Linked DNA regions of Mus musculus: regions 2 and 3 are each linked to region 1. The links are chromatin contacts, called in public HiChIP or PLAC-seq and promoter capture Hi-C maps. All regions are on one chromosome and are shown on one strand. Each heading gives the region's core, a stretch centred on a gene start, on an enhancer-like site or on the middle of the called end of the contact. The rest is flanking DNA. Distances are from core to core; before and after follow the strand shown.

Region 1 (4,967 bases), core at 1,424-3,923:
TCACTGAGGGAAGAAAATTGTGAGCTTAAGAGTGAGATAAGCAAGCCTGGGCTACAAAGTGAGAGTCTTCCCGAGAAACAACAACAAAATCCGAAATCCAAAAAAGCAAAACAAAACACCAAACCCAACCAGGAAACAAGTTAATTAGTAATCCTTTCCTAAGACCCAGAACACTGGTCAGACTCCTTCCGCACTTAACTGTTTGAACGAGATCAATAATTGCGGCATGAAACCTCAACAGCATTCTCAGAAGTCACTGCAGCGTTTCGCTTTTGCAGTGATAAATATTTGTGTTTACTTCCCATGACCATTACAATTTCAACAGACATCAAATAAAGAGATTATTTCCTTGAGAACAACTGTCGAAGAGATTAACAGTAAACTCAATGGAGATGACTACAGTTTATTCACAGGAGGGGTTGGGAAGACATGGTTTGCCTGTTGTACGGAAGCCTATGTAGAGATAATTGTCAATAGAAGCAGAGAGGCATGCCATCTACAGAGAAGATGGTCCAGTCTGAGCTCACAGAGGGGACGGTTGTCACAAGTGGGACAATAGTACCTCAAAGTTCGGAAGCAATGGCCATGGAGATGGTTCTGTTACAATTGATTGTATTCAGTATACACATCGGGGGAGGGGGAAGGATTCACCACCCAAGGGTGCTATGGAGTTTCAGTGGAGCAGCTGGTTGGCCCCCTGCTGTCTCCCTTCTCCATCAACCCTGCCTGAAAGTGAGATAGCAAATGTAGTTGCTTTCCTATGAATGTCAACGTCTGTTTTAAATAGAATTATGGCTAATTTAGACACATTTAGATTCTTTTAAATTTTTATTTATTTATTTTTAAATTAAAATTATTTTAAACTTTATGTGTTTGAGTGTTTTGCTTTCATGGTAGTCCTGTGCATCACATGTGTGCCTGGTGCCCCGGGATGTCAGTTCTCTGGGAACCAGAGTTACACACAGTTATGATCCACCTCTGGGAATCAAATCCAGGTTCTCTGGAAGAACAGCCGGTGCTCTGAACTGGCGAGCCGCCTCTCTAGCCCTATTTCTATTTATTTTTGTTTATTTCAGACCGGGTATCATCACATGACTCCGGTTGGTGAGGAACTCACTATGTAGACCCTGAACTCGCAGAGATCCACCTGCTTCTGCCTCTGCAATGCTAAGATTAAAGGTGTACCCGAGCATCCACATTAAAAACATTTTTTTAAACCTAGTTTGTCTGCAATGGCACCTGCTGTGGGTGGTGGAGTACACAGAGTAGGATTTGCTACAGAAACAGTTACACTTTGTTAAAAGCTAGTTTATCTACAATATCATCAGAAAATAATGCTCTTTTATTTTTATAATGTGTAAGAGTGCTTGCCTGCATATATGTATGTATGTATGCACACCACATGCACGCCTGGTGCTAAGAGGCCAGAAGAGGGCGTCAGATCCTCTGGAATTGTAGTTACAGAACTGTTAACTACCACATGGGTGCTGGGAACTCAAGTTTTCTGCAACAGGGAACAGCATTCTTTCTTTTTCTTTTCTTTTTTTTTTAAAGATTTATTTATTTATTTATTTATTTATTTATTTATTTATTTATTTATTGTATGTGAGTACACTGTAGTTGTACAGATGGTTGTAAGCCTTCATGTGGTTGTTGGATATTGAATTTAGGACCTCTGGAAGAGCAGTCAGTGCTCTTACCCGTTGAGCCATCTTGACAGCCAGGGAACAGCATTCTTAACCATGGAGACTTCTCTTCAGTTTCTGATCTTTACTTTTAAATGAACTTAAAAGACAACCAGTCACACCATGAGGGAAAGAAAGATCCTAATGATATGACCTAGTGAGGAAAGACCAGGGGCGGTTTTTCATTGACAGGCAGGTAGATTAGTGTTTTGCAGCTGCACAGCTGTACCCAGTGCTTTGAAAATGACTGATGCTGAAGTTGTATCGAAGATTAATTATGTCAAACCTCTGGGATAAGATTCATAAATCAGCGTGTGTGGGATACACACCTGCACGGCTGCCTCCCTTGTGTGATTCGAAGGTTCAGTCAAACTTGTGAATGAATAACTGATCTTTGAGATGATATGTTTTCCATTCAGTTTGAAAAAAGTTGGTTTGTGGACTTAAAAAATTATACCCATTGCATTGTACAACAGAGTTATTACATAGGAAACAGCTTCACTCACAAAGGAAGCAGAAGCAAGCATTACAGGTTTCAGTCATTCTTTTAGATAAGCCAGGGTCTATCTAAAGATAGACACAAGCCCGAAATCTACAGATAATCTTAGAAAAGGAAAAAGATTAGTAGCAAAAAAGCACAAGGAAGACCAGCAGCCACATACAAGACTCAGAGAGAAAACAGCAGAGTTCCAGCATTGACAGTTCTTAGAAGTTACAGTAACTTTCTCCTAGGATTTTCAGAGGCTACAAACATCTCGTTAGTGGAAAGCAGGGCAGCTCTCAGAAACACAATCGAGGGGAGTAAAAGGCTTTATGCTTTGGAGGTCAATACGTCAAGATGGGTGCACTTTGGGGGATCCTCACGCTTAGTCTAGAAGAGGTTAGAACATCAGTCTACGTCCACCGCCAGCAAAGCAAGAGCAGCCGAGCGCGGGAGCCGAACCTTCTGCGCACGCTCGAGCGGCGCGCGGGGCCTTGTGGGAAGGCGCAGACCTCCGGCGGTGGTGTAGGACGCCGTGCGTCTCCCTGGAGCCGGTGAGGTTGGTGGCCGCCGTGGCGGGTGAGTAGGCTTTACCGTTCCCGCTGGCTGCAGGGGCGTGGGGTGGAAGAGCGGGGCTGGGCCCGGGCCGGGAGCAGCGGCGGGGCGCCGGGGCTGGTTCCCGAGTGCGCTCTCCGCGCGCTGCCCAGGGTTCGGCCTGAGCTGGCTCCGCGTCCGGGCTCGGGCGGTCTGCGGTGGCGGGACCTCCGGAGCCACGGTCCCGCGAGGGCGGCGGACCTGCGGGCTCCGTCAGGCCAGGGTATGCAGGCTTGGCTTGATACGGGACGTGAACGTGGTTCCCCAGGCTCTGGAAGTTTCTGGTTGCCTGCGGAACGAACCCCGTCCTGGCAGCATGGGCTGCCCTAGGACCCGGGGGTGGGTGGAAGGAGAGCTGCCGCCCTTACAGCATCTCATGGTCTGCTTGTTTGTTTAGAGACAGGGTTTCTCTGTAGCCCAGGCTGCCCTGCAATTCGCTGTGTAGTAGACCATGCTGGCCTCGAACCGCGGGCCTCTGCCTCCCTCCTGAGTGCTGGGATTGAAGACGTGCAGCGTTTAAGGGTCTCGTTTTGCAGGTGTACTGGTTTGTGTTCAGCAAAGCGTTATGCGGGATTTGTTTATGAATGAAATGCATGCGCATAACCAAAAGTGGACACTGCTTGACGCTTAAACTGCCTCGTTGAGGCTGAGTCAGAAGATCCGTTTTACACTTTTTGTTTGTTTGTTTTGTTTTGTTTTTCGAGACAATGTTTCTCTGTGTAGCCCTGGCTGTCCTGGAACTCACTCTGTAGACCAGGCTGGCCTTGAACTCAGAAATCCGCCTGCCTCTGCCTACCGAGAGCTGGGATTAAAGGCGTGCATCACCACTGTCGGGCCGAGCCGTTTTAAACAGCCTCTTTTTACTGGGGGTGGGGGGTGGGGGGGGGGAAAGCTCTTATAACCTCCCTCCAAGTATTCCTATCTTAAGGTACCTAGTCCAGTCACTTTACCCATTGTATCTATCTGCCTGTCTGTCTTCTGTCTCTCTTACAGTCTTCAGCATCTTTCACATGTTGGCAAATGCTATGTCCTAGCCCTTTAAAACTTACTCTTAAGGTGTGCTAAGGCGTCATGTTGAGTTTAATTTGTGAGGCCCCCTCTGCCTCCTGGATAGCTGGAACCAGAAGCAGTGGTCGACTGTGCACCGCTGTGAGCTTCATGTGCTTCCAATGGAGTTACATTAGGAAAGACAACGTTAACCCCTGTCCCATGTAACGTGATTCATTTAACTCATTTCTATCCGTAAAAATCCTGCGACTATTCTCAGTCTTTTTATGACCTAACGCCATGAACATACGAGCACGTGTGTGCGCTGCTAAACTTTCCTACTTAACATGTTAATTTTCTCAGGCGGTGGGTGGGTGGCAGCTCTCATATGGGCCCAGCTCCCTATAGGTACTGCCACCTCCTTTTTCTGATCTTCCTGTTCCCTAAGGCTGCCACTCTTCAGGCCCTGCCGAGCTTCCGTCAGTACAGTCTCTGAGCACGTTCAAATGCAAGAGTTTCTACCTTATTAATGGTGTCACCCACATTTCTCTCTAGTCCTTTCTATCTACTCAATACCTTCTGATGGCCCCTAAGTGCTCACATTCAACATATTCCAGACTGAAACAATCCTCTTACTCATCTGCCCCCTCCCCCAACGTGCGCGTTTTCCTTTTACAATTGCATTGCTTTGCCAAAGTTTTATTTTCACGCTATGCATATGTGGCGTGCGACGGTGCATGCATGTGCCATGGCACACACATCAGACGACAACTTTGTGGAGTCAGTTTTCCCTTTGCACCTGTGTGTGGGTGGGGTACCAGGGATCGTGTGGGTACCACTAGGTATCACCAAGCCTTAACGTTGTTAGGCTTGCGTCGTGTTGAGTGCTCTAGTCAGGAGCCTCCTTTCCAGTCCCTCAGAGCTGGATTTCTTGACTTAAAAAGATATTACCAGTTTCTACCAAGCAGAAATCTAGAACATCGTTTAAATCTTTCTCTTCTTCCCAACGTCTCGATCTAATCAGGCATCGGGTTATTTTTATATTACCAGTCAATTACTTTTATGTGACTTTTAGAATGTCGGCTATCACCCCCAGGCCTGGTGTGTTACTGTCTGCCCCGAGTCAACTTTTCACCTCTTCTTTGTCCCTCAGCTTTTCTCTGCTGCCTGGTCCTCCCTGCTCCTCACTTGATTGGCCTACTCTGACCTTGAGTCTTTTG
Region 2 (4,967 bases), core at 795-3,294, 360 kb before region 1:
CGCTGTGGGGCTGTGCTGTCTCCATGGCAGCCCTTACTCCCTGACGTGGGATCTCCCAGGTGAACTCACAAGTCACCCGCACACCCAGTCTGCCTAGCTAGATTGCTCCAGGAATTCCATCTCCACCTTGTGAACACTGGAGTTCTAGGCAGGCTGCCGTCTATTCCCCAATGGCGTTTAGCTGGTCCTGGGGAGCCAGAGCCCATCCTCGGCTCTGTCTGCTCTCAGCCTAGAACGGATCTCTTTATGGTTTTATTTGGGAGGAGCAGCCTTTTCTTGGAGGCTCATCCTCATATCACCCAGAAGGGAAAAATCAAGCTGCCAAGACAGCAGCGACACAGAAGCAAAACAAAGACAAGAAACAGTGAAGGACAGTCACTAGGCCACGGACATAGGGAGGGAGGGAGGGAGGGAGGGAGGGAGGGAGGCAGCAGCAGTGTAGAATACACTGGGAACTTAAAAGTTAGTAAAGGTAAACATGAGAAAAACTGAAGAGTTAAAACAAAGGAGTCTAGGAAAGAAAAAAGGAAGAAAGAAGCAAGGGTACAGGAAAAGAGTAATTTACAGAAAACAAAGACATTTAACATTTTCCTACTGTCGGGGGTCAGAGATAAGACTTGAGTCCTACTCTCTGGCCAGTAATTAAATCCTGCCGCTCCAGAACTTTATTCTACAGGATCCCGACCCCTTGGGACCTCTGTCCACCAAACGCTTGCTTAGTTTTTCCTTTTGTTTTAATCGTTTAGCTGTCAACTGTCAGGAGATTGGAGTGGTCATACTTCACAATTGAAATGTCTATGACAGTGCAGCAACAGTGAAAGGCTCGGGAAGGGAAACATTAGTGCCTGCTTACTTTCAGAATTGGTTACTTAGTTCATTCTGCTTTTACTAAGCCTTTACAATCACACAAAATGGTAGTGCTTCTATTGAATATGTCCTCTAATGCATTTTGTGAAAATGAGTGGCTGAGAAAAGCAAAGAAGCCGTGTCTGTTGGTGAGCCCAGCATGGCTGTGTGTAGAGTGGATGCTTGCACTTGCAGGAGGCCTTGTCTCCCTCCCTGTGACCTCCTTTTTTCTGCTCGTCCTTGATGTTAAGACTCCTGAGTGCACCAAGCACCTTCCTGTCTTAGGCTCGGTGTTTGTGTATACACAGCCTTCTACTCCCCATCTGCTTCCTCCCTTAGTTGAGGTTTCTGCTGAAAGGTCATCTTAGAGAGATTGTGCCTCTTCTTGCTCTTTGCCTCCATCACTTTTATCCCCCTTGTCCTTTAAGTTTCTTCATGCCATGAACAAGTTTTTGATTGACAGTCTTTGTAATAACTATAATATAAACTTCACAAAAGCTGGCAATTTATTTTATTCAGTTTGTGAGTCTCAAATGACTAGAGCACAGTAGATGTTCAGTTCAGTGAGTAAATTCTACAGATTATATGCTTTTTTTTTTTAAATACTAAATTGAGACTTAGAGAAAAATAAGTGAATGGTGGAGATAGAAGCCATCTTTAAAGAGTCCTTGCACCTGTGTAGAATAAGGAGCTGTTTGCAGGATACCTCTGATGGCAGTTGGCTGTATGCTTCTCTCCTCAGGACCTTTGTAATCAGCATCAGCACTCAAGGGGTTATTCAGCATTCTAATTTACAAGTCTTATTTTTGTACTCCTTATCATCTGAGTGATTAAATAATTGCTTCTGACTTTCTGGTTTCCTAGTCAATACCTTCTCAGCACTGTTAGCCCACCGTGGTTTTCCACAGCATGCTATCTCTGAAAGCTGAGTCTGCTTGTCATCTCCCACGCACAGTCATTAATGCATGATATTTCCCTATCTTCAGGACTGCTAGAGCTTTGGCAGAAAATCTGAGATCTACATGCCGATTTGAGAAGTGTGTTTAAGATCTTTTCTCTCTCTCCCTTACAGACAGTTCAAGAAGAAGAGAAGGAGATCTACAGACAGCTGCTGCAGATGGTCACAGGGAAGCAGTTCTGTGTAGCGAAACCCACCACACATTTTCCGTTACGCCTGTGAGTCACGAACGCATCTTTCGTATGAACGTAACTGTACAGTTTGCTACTTGATATTGAAACTGCACTCTTCTTTTACTAGGTCTCGGTGTCTTAGTTCCAATAAGAACTCTTTGAAAGACTCGCTGTTGAGAAACGGAAACTCTTGTGCATCTCATGTCATTGGTTCTGATACGTCATCCTCTGGATCTGCCAGCATTTTAACTGCACAGGAGCAGTTGTCCCACAGTGCACATTCCCTGTCATCTGGTACCCCAGATGTTGCCTTTGGATCCAAAGACTCTGATCCTCACCATCACCTCGCTGCACCTCATCAGCCAAATAGCTTACCAGCATCAAATACACAGTCCGAAGGTAAATAATACTAACAGCCAGGTAACTCTTCATTGGATCTGTTGTAGGCAAAACTGTAGTACATATAACTCAGTACATAATAGATTTTAATTGAATACATGTGATCCAGGTAGCTAAGCCGTGCTAACACCAAGCCCAGGTCAGATTCGTTCCTCTCTTCCCTCCTTTCTCTTCCCTCTCCCCCTCTCTTGCTCTTTAAAGGATGCTCCTTTCTCCTACGCACCCATGACTTGCTATACTATTTGATTTATTTCTAAAGGGCTCTTACTATGTATGTGCCCTGCCTGCTTGGCACTTGCTATGTGGTAGGCTGGCCTTGAACTCGTGCCAGTCCTCCCCAGAGAGCTGGGATTACAGGATCCTCTACCATGCTAGGCTAAATGTTTTAACTTCCTGAGAAGAGTCAAAGCTCACTCAGCCCAGCTGCTTCAGGGATTGCTTTTTGTTTCTCTTACTTTATAATGCACGTGGGAGGTTCTCTGCAGTTCTGTGGACTCTCAAACATTAATCAAGTATTTATCGTATACCCCTTAATTTTGATAGATGCTTCAAAATTCAGAGTTTAAAGACATTTTGGAAACGAGTCTCCTGCCTGACTTTGAGCTAACCCAAATACCTGGCCTAAGCCTTGGTGCTGGTAAAGACTCTGTGATGTAGTTAATCCTCATTTTTAAATATGTCTTCAGATTATAATGGAAAACAAGTTTTAAATTAAGTGATTAGATAGTAGGACTCTTTGGACATACACAGCACCTATCTCCTTTCTCAGTTCATTTGATTTTCTATTGTTATTTTCTATTATTATTACTATTACTATACTCACTGTCTGAAAATTTTTACTTGGGGATTCAACTTTTGGTGATATCACTATTTAACTACACATTATTTATATTACATTTTATGAAGTAATTTATTGAGAATACTCTTAATTTCCAAAAATCTAAAATTAAAAAATTCTTCAACCTCAGAAATACCTATCATGTAGTAGGATTCTGAGATGGAGCTAGACTGGAACAACGTGTGGCATAGCATTGGCCGTGCCCTAGTATAAGTGAGGGCGGAGTCCCAGCACTGGAGAAGGTCAGGAGCCCTGCCCTCAGTGAGTGTTCAGAGACACGGGGGAAAATCTGTACATCCATATGGGGTCTATAAGTCTGCCTGTGTCGTTGTCGTCTTCCCTTTTTAACCCTAGTTTAGTATGTGTTATATTATGAACTCAAGACTTAAAAATTGTGCCATGTCTTGTTCCCTAGAGACAGGAGGAGGGAACACAGAGTAGGCACAGTCTATGGGTAGATGCTGATGGACAGATGTGCTTGTGCCTCTGATGGCTCTTATTTGTGAGGCACAGTGGAGCTGCTCCTCTCTCTTCCATCTTAACTGTATGCTTAGGCTGGCTGCTGTTTGCCCTATGCTTAATGTTCTGCCGTCGACGTATAACATGACACCATGTAGACGCTTCAACTTAAATGAGAACTGGTAAGTGCTCAGTTTTACCATAATGAAATGCTCTTGTGTTTCTCTATTTAGGGTCAGACTCTGTGATTTTACTTAAAGTGAAAGAATCTCAGACTCCAGCTTCCAGGTAAATCTAGGGAAAGGGTCAGTGGCCATCCCCACTCCACCCCTTTACTGACAATAACATAGTATAAACATCTCTTTCATGTGTTTTTCAAATTATTTTAGTGACTTCCTGTTGTCTTTCCATCCAGCCTTCCTTCTCTTCCTTCTTCCTTCCTTTATTTTATTTATTTATTTTTTTTCTTTTTGTTTTTTCGAGACAGGGTTTCTCTGTGTAGCCCTGGCTGTCCTGGAACTCACTCTGTAGACCAGGCTGGCCTCGAACTCAGAAATCCACCTGCCTCTGCCTCCCAAGTGCTGGGATTAAAGGCGTGCGCCACCATACCCGGCTCCCCCTCTTCCTTCTGTCTTGCACCATCCCAAGTAGTCCATGCTCTGCCCGCCATGCTGCAGCCACAGTTAGCTTTCTAACATTCATATCTGATCAGTAAAGAGATTTAATAGCCAGTCAGTTAAATTACCTGAAGGATACCTCATTAAGGCAGAATGCCTTAGTGCGATATAGAAGAACTCCTTCACATATACGTCTTACATTCTTCCCTTTAGTGAGTCTTTATTGAGACCCTGTGGTGGTTCGGGTATTGGTAGAGACATCAGACATCAGCAGTGACTAAGACTTCCTGTTCTCAGGGAGCTGCATTTTATATAAGGTTACAGATTAGTAGTGAACAAAAGTGGTGATTATCAGTGTTGTGAAGAAAAATGAAGTAAGAGACACTAGGGTTACTTAAGGTGGCTGGGACAAGTCTGTGATCAAATGCAGCTGATGGAAGTCAAAGGAGCTAGATTTGTTTGGTGGCTTTATTGTTGTTTTGGGTTTTTTTTGGGGGAGGGGGTGAGGCGTTGCTTTTTGTTTGACTTAGTTTAGTTTGGTTTGGTTTGGTTTGGTTTTTTGTTTGTTTGTTTGTTTGTTTGTTTTTCCCCCGAGCAGAGTTTCTCTGTGTATCCTAGGCTGTCCTGGAACTCAGAGAGATTTGCCTGCCTGCCTCTTCCTCTATAGTGCTGGGATT
Region 3 (4,967 bases), core at 1,395-3,894, 340 kb before region 1:
CAGCTGTGATGTTCCCATGGCAGTGAGACAGACCATCAGAGTGAAGCTAATGTTTCCAGGGTGACGCTCAGGCTTTCTTACACATCCTCTGCAGTGTTCTCCAAACTCCCTCTGATAAGCCAGGACCTTATGCAAGGTCATATGGGAAAGAGTAATTATTCTCCATAAGTATAGGTGTTGCCTGCCTGTCCTCTTTAAAATACATTAGCAGTATTTCTGGGTATTTGTTCTTGAAATTACACATAAGGAGACAAAGTCATGTGTACAGTGGGGAAGCTGTATTTTTACCATGATAAGGTGGTCTCTGAGCATAATAGTCACGTGCTTCTGTTTTGTTATCTTCCTGTCTCAATGTCTGCTCGGGAAGTCTGTTGGAACTTTTCTTCCTGAGACAAGCAGTGTGGGTCAGCGTAGCTATGGGAGAGCTGAAGAGTTAAACAACACGCCGTTGCTAGGAATAGGATACTTCTGGATTTGTCTGCTTTATTGGGCAAGAAAAAAAAGAGATACCAATGATCATTTATGTCATCATGGTAACGTTCATGGAGAAAAAACCTCCTCAGCTCCCCAGTTTCAGTTTGAAAACACTGTAGAGTTTTCTGGGGCCGAAGAGATGGCTCCGTGTTTAAGACCACTGGATGTTCTTGCAGAAGACCCAGGTTTGCCTTTCAGTATTCACATGGCAGCTTAAAATAGTCCATCTCCAGTTTCAGGGGATCCACATGCAAGTGGTACACAGACAGACATTCAGGCACAACACTGATATGCATAGGTAAATAAATATATATTTTAACTTAAAAACACAACACTAGGGCTGGTGAGATGGCTCAGTGGGTAAGAGCACCCGACTGCTCTTCCGAAGGTCAGGAGTTCAAATCCCAGCAACCACATGGTGGCTCACAACCATCTGTAACAAGATCTGACTCCCTCTTCTGGAGTGTCTGAAGACAGCTACAGTGTACTTACATATAATAAATAAATAAATCTTTAAAATATATATATATATATATATATAAACAAAAAAACAAAAAAACACAACACTAGAATTTTTCTTTACAGAGAGGCTTCTTCCCAGCTTCAGGCTGGCAGCTCATCAAATAGAATAGAAAAGGAGCAAAGACACTATAAACAACTCCCTCCTCAAACAAGGCCGCACAGACAAGCAGATGCTTGATGCTGACCAAGGCTCTTCAGGGAATAGGAAGGCAGTTTCTTAGGCACCCGCAGCCCAGCCGGGGGCAGCTGTGCTCCCAGAAAAGTGGCAAGCGGTCTGACCTACAGTGCTTGTCAGATGGCTTTAGAGGCAAGACGGACAGCAAGACTCTGAGCTGGGGGACTTTAGCCGCTTATTTCAAAGGAGATCTAAGACCTGCTAGGCTAAGAGAATCTCTGTCCGAGAGCTCTTGCCAGTGGAGAAGGAAGGGACCTTTGTTTTCATGAACTACAGGCAACTGCTGTGGCACTGCTGCTGCCCTTTCATCCTGAGCACTGTGACCCCGTCTCTCATTTCTCTCTCCTTGGTCCCCAGCCTCCTCAGTGAGGTGGCACGGAGGATTCCTTTTGTAGCTTATTTTGAGCGTGGCAGTGTCTTGCAGGACCACGGCAGTTTTCTTCACTTGAGGAGAGAACGACTTGCATCTAAACTCAGCCTGCATATCAGATTACACATCTCAGCTAATGGAAGGGGGTGTCAGGGTCACCAAACTCCATCTCCTGGGACGAGGGAAGATGGAACGGGGCCTAGAGCATGCCGTAGAGCTGGCTAGTGGCTCGTGGGATGGAGGGAGACCCAGCAGTGAGAAAAGATTCCCTGTTCTCCTCAGTCTAGCAGTCTTGTGTAGTTGGTGCTCTCTGGGAGGGAGGAAAACCCTGACTATGTAAAAACTTGTCTAGGTTTCCTTCTGAAAACTAGAATACTTATGTATAACATGTCAACCCTTCCCCTGTCTTTTTAAACTTCAAGCTAGTGATTCCAAAAGTAATGACCACTGGACACCTGGGAGAGAAATGCCTGCGTGGCTTTTGTGCTTGACTATCCGTCTCTCTCTGCCCAGGTTCTCTCTGCTTTCTCTTTAGACCTCATTGCTTGATAAAGTATATACCCTACCTGCCCCTGTGAAAAGATTGACTGTTTAGTTACCTGCCTATATACTATAGCTTTTGGTACCCTGAATATATAACTATAATATATATTTATAATATATATAAATATAACATGGATAACATAGTAGACTAAGTAGATCCTATCCACTTCTCTGAGAGGAAACTTACCCATTCCTTTTTGGTTAATTTTCTCTCAATAGAGATTATAGTTTACTATATATAAATCTTTGTTTGCCTAGGCAGATATGCCTGCATTCATAACTGTTTTCACAAATGGAGATACATCATTTAGGGACATTATTGTTTGGCAGTTAAACTGAACACTTAGATTTGAAAACATACCATCTGGTTGCACCTTGATTCCTTTTCGTTATTTAAAGCTTCAGGGAATATTGCACAGAGATCAGAGCTGCAGCAGAACGGTCTTCAGGCCTGGCCCATCACCTTAGAGCTCTTGGTTTGGTTTCCCTGAAGCTGCCTGTGCGTCTGTATCTATGGGCCCTTTCTCTGGTCTAGACCAGGGTTGGGTGTATTCCTGGCAGGATTCCCTGTGGACAGTGGCTCACTGCTCTGGCATCCTGGTGTGTAAATATTTGTCAAAAGACGGGGGCTTTTTCCCATTCCTCAAAAAACATTCTGAAAAATGTCCCTGTTTTCATAGTCATATTTCCAAGCTGTGGCTCAGTTAGCCCATTCATTCCTTTCAGTTGACAGACACTGGCTTGGCCTTAGCTATCCACATAAAGTAAGTATGCTGTAATTTTTGGCCTAATAACTTTTAAGCGTTAGGACCAGGACTCTGGACCTAAAGGAACCACAGACAGCATAGTTACTGTTCTAAAAGACATTGCTTTGTTGACTAAGAATCGCACATCTCTTCTATCAAATATTTTAATTCATCATGCGCACACTTGATACTGAAGAAGTGATGCAGTGATGAGAAAGCTAACCACCTCGCTTCGTCATGCTAGGACCTGACGCCTGGGTTCCCAGGGGAGGGTGCTGTGCTATTGCAGGCATTTCCTAGCTTGTCTCAGGGGTTTCTGGTCTTAGATTTGCGCGAAACCGAAGCAGTTTGCTGCTGCACATGGCTGAGAAGGCCTCAGATGCGGAGCTGGGTTTTCTCTGTGTGCAACTGTAATAGTTGAAGTCTTTAATTCCAGCACTCAGGTCTCAGACAGGACATGTACCACAGGTTCAAGGCTAGCTTGGGCTTTATAGTGAGTTTAGGACAGTCTGCTACAGAGTGAGACCCTGTCTCAACCCAAGCAGTGAGAAGAGGAAGGAGAGGGAAAATGTCAGGGAGGGAGAGGAAGGAGAAAAGGGCAGAGGGAGAATAAGACCAGAGCCCAGGATCCACTTGCTCAGCACAGACACTCAGACAGCTCCCACTGCACTCCTGTCTCCTCTCTCCGGTTCTCATCTTCCTCCTCCCCTCCAGTTTTCTGCTAGTCTGGCTAGCAGCTGCCTATCTGCTCTGGTTTCCAGCAGTTAACTTAGTTGTGTGATACTTAAGAAGTATGATTAATAAAGTCTTTATATTAAGGAAAACTGGATATTTAAAAATTATCTGTTGAAGCATTCGTTGAGTTGGCTGCCATCCATAGCATAATACATACGCATATGTTAATGACATTCTGATTGTGCTAGTGTTTGGACTGTTCTAATGTGTAATGTCTTCCTGCAGATCATCAATTTCTACATGAACATGCTAATGGAACGCAGTAAAGAGAAGGGGTTTCCAAGTGTACATGCGTTTAATACCTTCTTCTTCACTAAGCTAAAAACAGCTGGTTATCAGGCAGTGAAACGCTGGACAAAGAAGGTGGATGTATTCTCCGTTGATATTCTTCTGGTGCCCATTCACTTGGGTGTGCACTGGTGTCTAGCTGTGAGTAACTCCTTTATTTTTGATGGCATGAGAAAGAGATCTACGTAGGCAGCATAGCCAGCCCAGTGGGCCATATGATCTGTGTCTCTGCTTTGCTATGGAGGAGAGGTGGAATTTCATAGTGATGCCTCGGCTTTAGAGTAGGGGATGCTTAGGTTCGGAAGTTACAGGTCATCCCGCCGCCGCCTCAGGTGAGGCAAGGAACAAGCATGTTTGTGGTGCCACCAGCCCCAGCTTCCTACCTAGCTCTGACTTGCCTTGTGCATGTGGGGGTTTAGCATTTCTGTGCTCTGGAAGCATGAAGACATCAGCTTAATGTTAATAAGAGTTATTGTATATTCTGTTTTGAATTACATTTCAAAGATATCAATCTGGGGCTGGAGAGATGGCTCAAAGGTTAAGAGCACGGACTGCTCTTCCGAAGGTCCTGAATTCAAATCCCAGCAACCACCTGGTGACTCACAACCGTCCATAACAAAATCTGACTCCCTCTTCTGGAGAGTCGGAAAACAGCTACAGTGTGCACTTACATATTATAAATAAATAAATAAATAAATAAATAAATAAATAAATATCGATCCAAAAAAAGGAAATAAGATAAAAACAAACGCAGAATCTTGTCACCATCTTTCTTATACTGTGGGAATGATCTTATGATAGTTAATTTTCTGTGAATCATGCATTGTTGATCATGGAGAAAGTGGCATGCAAAAAAAGATTTTAAGACAGTTAATAGGCCACTGGTGGATCACCCCAGCACCACCCTAGGTAAACAGTCCCCTTGCTCTTCCCATGCTAGAATACAGCACATTCACCATACTGCTCACAGTCTCACAGACAGTCTGGGGAAAGGTCAAGGCCAAGGGAGGCCAGCTGATGATGCGTGTGTCCTGACTGTTTTGTCTTGTTCCAGGTTGTAGACTTTAGAAGGAAGAGTATCACCTACTATGATTCTATGGGTGGAATAAACAAC

What was found. Promoter capture Hi-C pulls out the DNA fragments that hold promoters and counts their contacts. HiChIP or PLAC-seq counts read pairs in DNA pulled down with a chosen protein or histone mark.
Region 2: an H3K27ac HiChIP or PLAC-seq map of regulatory T cell precursor shows a contact between it and region 1, with 2.2 times the contacts expected there. The contact joins the enhancer-like site here to the promoter of Rpap3 in region 1. A contact is called at or near these places in 2 of 39 promoter capture datasets (cranial neural crest and hippocampal neurons), 4 of 484 Hi-C or Micro-C datasets (cerebellum, embryonic stem cells, nephron progenitors and 1 more) and 1 of 115 datasets of contacts at active chromatin or transcription factors (regulatory T cell precursor).
Region 3: a contact with region 1 is called in a promoter capture Hi-C map of the SN4741 cell line, with 2.8 times the contacts expected there. The contact joins the enhancer-like site here to the promoter of Rpap3 in region 1. A contact is called at or near these places in 1 of 39 promoter capture datasets (the SN4741 cell line), 3 of 484 Hi-C or Micro-C datasets (cerebellum, embryonic stem cells and palatal mesenchyme) and 2 of 115 datasets of contacts at active chromatin or transcription factors (embryonic stem cells and pro-B cells).

Annotation. Positions count from the first base shown.
Region 1 is chr15:97,703,528-97,708,494 of GRCm38.p6, reverse strand. Rpap3 (RNA polymerase II associated protein 3) reads left to right here and starts at 2,673. Exons shown (of 17, transcript NM_028003.2): 1 at 2,673-2,745.
Region 2 is chr15:98,063,813-98,068,779 of GRCm38.p6, reverse strand. It overlaps Senp1 (SUMO1/sentrin specific peptidase 1), which reads left to right. Exons shown (of 18, transcript NM_144851.5): 7 at 1,919-2,022; 8 at 2,105-2,376; 9 at 3,907-3,961. Among named protein-coding and RNA genes, the nearest start is that of Gm25668, 3.5 kb to the left of the region's middle. Within about 2 kb of position 2,044, at least 23 of the 459 cell types and tissues checked have an H3K27ac peak or open chromatin away from gene starts, as enhancers often do. A contact at or near this core is called in regulatory T cell precursor, where this site is marked.
Region 3 is chr15:98,047,213-98,052,179 of GRCm38.p6, reverse strand. Senp1 (SUMO1/sentrin specific peptidase 1) reads left to right here. Exons shown (of 18, transcript NM_144851.5): 14 at 3,791-3,994; 15 at 4,908-4,967. Among named protein-coding and RNA genes, the nearest start is that of Gm41395, 13 kb to the right of the region's middle. Within about 2 kb of position 2,644, at least 44 of the 459 cell types and tissues checked have an H3K27ac peak or open chromatin away from gene starts, as enhancers often do. A contact at or near this core is called in the SN4741 cell line, where this site is marked.